Regions from separate parts of the Macaca mulatta genome. Here region 2 is linked to region 1. Evidence: chromatin contacts called from public Micro-C data. All regions are on one chromosome and are shown on one strand. The core of a region is the stretch at or near the end of the contact, and the rest is flanking DNA. Distances in the headings are between cores, read along the strand shown. Region 1 holds the start of ASNSD1 (asparagine synthetase domain containing 1). Region 2 holds the start of PMS1 (PMS1 homolog 1, mismatch repair system component).

What was found. A called contact is a pair of places that touch in the nucleus more often than the background predicts.
Region 2: a contact with region 1 is called in a Micro-C map of CD4 T cells, with 6 times the contacts expected there. The contact joins the promoter of PMS1 here to the promoter of ASNSD1 in region 1. A contact is called at or near these places in 5 of 14 Hi-C or Micro-C datasets (CD4 T cells, cortical neurons, fetal cortex germinal zone and 2 more).

Annotation. Positions count from the first base shown.
Region 1 is chr12:94,650,226-94,653,084 of T2T-MMU8v2.0, forward strand. It overlaps ASNSD1 (asparagine synthetase domain containing 1), which reads left to right and starts at 1,287. Exons shown (of 6, transcript NM_001194770.3): 1 at 1,287-1,415. ASDURF (ASNSD1 upstream open reading frame) reads left to right here and starts at 1,267. Exons shown (of 4, transcript XM_077957318.1): 1 at 1,267-1,415. The coding sequence starts at 1,272.
Region 2 is chr12:94,778,110-94,780,809 of T2T-MMU8v2.0, forward strand. PMS1 (PMS1 homolog 1, mismatch repair system component) reads left to right here and starts at 1,418. Exons shown (of 14, transcript XR_013402080.1): 1 at 1,418-1,527. It overlaps ORMDL1 (ORMDL sphingolipid biosynthesis regulator 1), which reads right to left and starts at 1,314. Exons shown (of 4, transcript NM_001266349.1): 1 at 1,213-1,314.

The DNA.
Region 1 (2,859 bases), core at 37-2,536:
TCCATCATCCAACAGATACCACCAAATGGTTAGACCACAAAACCAAACTCCCAATCATTGCTGCTATCAATGCATCAGTAATGTATAAGTTATACCTGAATAGCTTATCAGGAATATACAAATCAGAAACAAAAACAAAATTCTAAAAATCAATTAAGAAGGAAAAATATATAACCACTTCGGATTTCTCTAAGAGCAAATAAAAAACATGCCTGGACTTAAACAACCCATGATGTATACATTTCTGTCGCGAGACAGTTTGATTCATCACATAAATCCACTTGGGCATCTCTGTGGAACCTTAAGATTTCCAATAATATAGTATAATTCTCAAAAACCTAAAATCATGTCTCTAATGTGAACATAAAACAAATACATGTCAAAGTTTTATTCAACTCATTAGTTAGTGAGGGAACCGATAAGACTTTAAAACCAATACAGAATATTAGAGAAGCTAGGCATATATTAATAAAGAAATGTTAGGACACAATTGCAGGGTTAGAGACAAAGCTGACGAATGTGTTACAGAACAATACATCATAACCTGTGTTGGTATCTGGTACACCAAAAAAATTATTTGCATCTCTACCAAACCAAAATCTCTACCAAAGTTAACCTTTGCCCCTAGAGAATTGTAAAACAGCCCAGTCAAGTCAACATAATAAAGTCAAGTTCAGAGCAGCACTGAAAGAACATCCAGTAAATAAATCTCTTTTGCCTATTTCCAAGTTTTAGTCATTTTTTTCCACGGAAGTGAGATATTGCAAATATTGCAGGGGACATAGACATACTAAAAAACTACGAATTCATCTGAAATTCATACTGTATTTTATCCGGCAACCCTAACCACGAGTTAACCAAAACTTTACCAAGTCTGTATAGTTCTATTGCCAACACAGTATCTCCTATGTTCCTCAACTTCATCTTTCCCTAGATAATACATATTATATTAAGAGCTATTTCTATTGCACGGCTATTCTTTACATGTACCACTGGAGGGCGCACATAACTCGTAGTATACTAGATAAGACGTCATGAAGAAACCACCTGAGCGTTTCTGCATCTCAACCACTAGAGGCCAGTACAGGAACCTCAGATTTTGCAACCAGACTGTTTACTCACGCCCTAAGCAGCCACGCGCAGGCGCGAAACTCCTCCCCAGGCCAGACACGGCCTGCGCATGCGTTCAAGTGAGCGCGCAGACGCTGTTGGTAAAACTCGCGGGAAAAGAAAGGGTGCGCGCGGCTGGAAGCGCGCATGCGCGGTGACTAATGCTCGAGGTTCCTTCAGGGCCGAGCATACTGCGCTTCTTGCGGTGGGTGGAAATGCCCAACCGAGGGACGCGCCCAGAGGACAGCCCTGTGCTGATCCCCACCGACAATTCGACCCCACACAAGGAGGATCTTAGCAGCAAGGTGAGTGTCAGACGCAATGAAAGGCTCCTGGACTTGGGACTGGGCGCCACAGGACCCTAAAGTTGGTCCGCAGGGGGCAGCGTGGGGCCTGCCCGGGACTCGGCTTTGCCCTGCTACTTTTCTCTTTTTATTCTTAGCACTTGACAGCTACAGTTAGTCCTTTTATTTTCTGAAAACAGTTGCGAAAAGGGAGATATTGAAATTTGCCCCGAGACACGACCCAGGTGGCAGCGGGGCGGAGTTCTGGTTGGGTGTTTTTAAACTTTGGGAAATACCGCCCACCCCAAATCTGTTCCATCGCAGATATTCTGCATCCGGTTAACCATGCCAGCAACCTGGGATCCATCCTTGACGCCCATCATGGAAGCCTATCAGTTCTACCTTTGAAACTCATTTCAAATATGTCCCTTTATCACCGTGAACACTTACCACCCCAAATAAGCCACTGTCATCTGCCATCGGGACCCCCGCCCCCCGCCCCCCGCAAGGGCTTCCTAACTGGTCTCTCCTCATCCACCTGTTAGCTGCTGCTTCTCCGTTAACCAAAGCAATGGTCCTAAAACACGCATTGGGTTGTCACTGTTATACCAAAAAGGGGGAGGGAGGAAGCCAATATAATATAAGCCTTAACTGCCATAAACAAACAAAACCTTTAAAGATAAATGGGGATGGGCAGGGTTATAGCCCTTCAGGTACTACATGTCCTAGATTCTACTTTGGTTCTGTCCCAAACTTGCAATGACATCTGGGCAAGTCTCTTTAATCTTTTTGTATCAGTTACCTTCTTTGAAGTAAAGTGAAATGTACACCTGTCATTCCTAAAATGGGAAAGCCCTGTACAAACGTTAAGTCTCAAAGAATGTTTACAAATTCGGCCTTGGAATTCAACCTCATTACCACAGCTCTGCCAACTGGGGAGACAGAAAGGTGCACACTCATGGGAATTGGGGGTGAATTTTCAAAAGACACACAGTCCATTCTGATTACCACCATTGCAAGCCCCTTACGCATACTGGTGGATACAAATCCCTGAGGTGTGTGAGGTAGCACAAATATTATAAAAGCTGCTTTTAGAGGCTCGTGTGATACTATGTAATTAGTCGTGTTCACAAAATAAATAGTTAAAGAGTTAAAAAGAAACTTAGTTTTCACCTTAGTTGAGCCCTCCCCTACAAATAAATAAAGCCCAGGTCAGCACTGTGGCCCAGGCCGGTAGTCCCAGATACTCGGAGGCTAAGATGTGAGAATCACCTGAGCCTGGGAAAATCGAGGCTGCAGTGAGCCGTCACCTCGCCATTGCACTCCAGCCTGGGTAACAGATCAAGACCCTGTTTGAAAAAAAAAGAAAACCAGTTCAACAGTGCCAGCTCCATGCTAGCCATTGAGCTAAAAAGGGAAAAATACAAAGATGGAACATGATAGGTCTTACTGTCCCCAAATAAGG
Region 2 (2,700 bases), core at 168-2,667, 130 kb after region 1:
ACTCTTATATCTGACTTACTGTATCCATAAAGAATAGTCAGAGTTCAGATCACTTCTTTCTGAATACTGAATGTGGAAGGTACATGCCGTTGACATAATGTGGTGTAAAATCTACATGGTCAAGGGATAATGTTTGTTTCTCAATTTTGTGATACATCTAGGTGAAAATAAAGAGTCTTCTGAATATTTCTCTAGTCAATTAAAAAACTTCAGTTTTCTTTCTTCTCTTTAAAAAAGTTTTTCCCATCTCCTTTCCATTTAAGATGGACTCCAAAGGAAGAACTGATAATAGTTACCAGTTCTTTTAATGATGGTGTTTACTTGGGTCTAAGAATTCCTTAAAATAAAACTGTCCTGAAGAACACCTATCATCCGAGGGAGGGGGAAAACGAGGCTAGATTACATTTGGAACAGTTGTGATTTTAAAATACACAAACGCTTGTATTACGGAGTTAGCATACGGAGAGGAACTTCTCTTTTCCCCATCCAGCAAGTGCTTCCAGAGTATAATGCTCCTTCCCCTCTAGAGACGCACAGAACAGGCATCAAGGGTTAAGGGGACGAAAAGTTAGTTACACTAAGACCGCGAGAGTCTCCAATTTGTATGTGTAAATCCTTCGTCTAAACACACATCATTTATCATACATTATTTTAAACTACTTAGAACATGCCAACACTCAAGATAGTTTTCCCACGTTCCACAGGATGGAGGCCTGAAATTTACATCTCAGCTGGAAGGCAAAGCTGGTGCGGTACTCATCCTATTCCAACCAGAAAACCTTTCCCCAGCAGGTTTGCCGCGCTGCCCCGCGACTGGTAAACAATGACCTTACAGACCGTGAAGAGGCCGTCGGCTCTGCCCTCGCCGGTGCCTCCGGAGACGGCGACCCGCAGCGGCCCCTCAAGGGAGTTCCCCCTGCCTGAGCCCTCTGGGACAGAGAAAACGCAGCAAAGGCCGCCGCTGCTACCACCTCAGCACCTCCCCCAACCCGCCCCTGCCTTCTCGCAGCCGCACGTCACGTCAGGACCCTGGCAAGACAGCGAAGATTTGCGTAGGGGACGAGCCTCTGAGGCCACGGCTCGCACGGCCACGCAGGGCGCCGCAGATGCAGCCGGACCTCACTTTTCCCTCTCAGGACGACCCTAGGCCGCCAGCAGTTCCCTACGGACGAAGGAGACTGTACAGCGTCCGTCGTGTTCGTGCCCACTTACCCGCCGCCCCACTCCCGGCCGCCGGCTCGCAGCAGGACCAGCCGGGCTGCTACGGCCGCGGATACACGCCCTCAGGCCGGGCGCTGCGTAGCTTGCGGAAGCGTTCACAGACAGACTCGCTGCCAGCGGATTGGCTGCGAGCAGCGCCAATCTTACGTTCCCCCCGGGCGAGACGGGACTAAGTGCCGCGCTCCTTGTATCCGCTGTGCCGCGCGCATGCTGGGTGCGAGTGCGGGGTCGGGCCTGCGCTCCGGGTGAGACGCTGGCTGCTTGCCGCTGGTGGATGGTAATTGCCTGCCTCGCGCTAGCAGGAAGGTAGTGTGGTATGACTAACGGGTATTTATTATATTCTCGAGGGCTTGAGGGCCCCCATCTCCTTTACTCGTCCTGGTCCGGGCGCGAACGCTGTAGTGCAGCTAAGGGCGCTCCCCGCGGGCGGGAAGCGAAGCCGGGCTTGCAGGCGCGTACACGTGGAGCGCGTTCTCTGAGCTGATCTGGGCTCGGGGTGTTCTGGCTTGGTCTTTGTTGCGGCCCATTCCCAGACCCTTCTGGGTGCAGGACTTAAAATTTGTTTTCCAGGCAGCAAATTTAACCCATGGCAACTGTAACTCATCTTGTGAGGTTGGCGGTTTATAGTATTCTATCCTGTGGCATCATACAAGGGGTGCAAGTTAAACTCTTTAAAGTTAATCACGATGTTTGCTCGTGGCCTTCTGGGTTTATCCGTACGCCCAAGACAGGCACCTGTATTACACATACTGAGGAAATGTGGATACCAAAAACTGATCCTGAGGAAAGTCTTGATTAGATTTTTTGGAATCGCCTTTGAAATGTAATTTCCCTCACCTTGGCAGTGCGGAAAGTTTGTGATCTTTATTGCCTAAATAGCTTTCAACATTTTGAAATTGACTTGAGAATGTTCGCTGTGTATGTCTATGTATCTTGAATTTCTGTTGGCTTTGTGAACTTGTTTTGGATTTAGTCGGATCTTTAAATAAATGATTTCTTTGTGTTCTCTCTAATGAAAGTCTGTGACTTCTCTGATCTTTACTTCTTTTTTCAGGCAGACTTGTTGTCCTTAACTGACTTTCCGGGTCATCAACATTCCTTCAGAAGTGTTCCTTTTCCCTCTCAGTAAATATGGAAGACTGACTATCCTGATATTCCCAGACATTCTTTGCTGTGATTTGTAAGCCCGATATAAACCATTCCACTTTTTCAAAAGCATTCATTTGGTACACATATGGTATAGAGTGCTATATTCCAGGGGCTATGCTAGGAATGTGTGATTGATATAAAATAAAACCCCTGTCCTCAAAGAACTCTGAGTCAGGAGGAACAGACAGAAACACATATTAATAGAATAACTTGTGATGAGGTTAATTAGAAATGAGGTAAAGGGGGACTGCAGAGGAAGGAATACCTACTCTGTTGACAGGTGAAGGAAAGGAGGCTGCAGCAGTGAAGAAAGGCTTTCTTGAAGAGCTG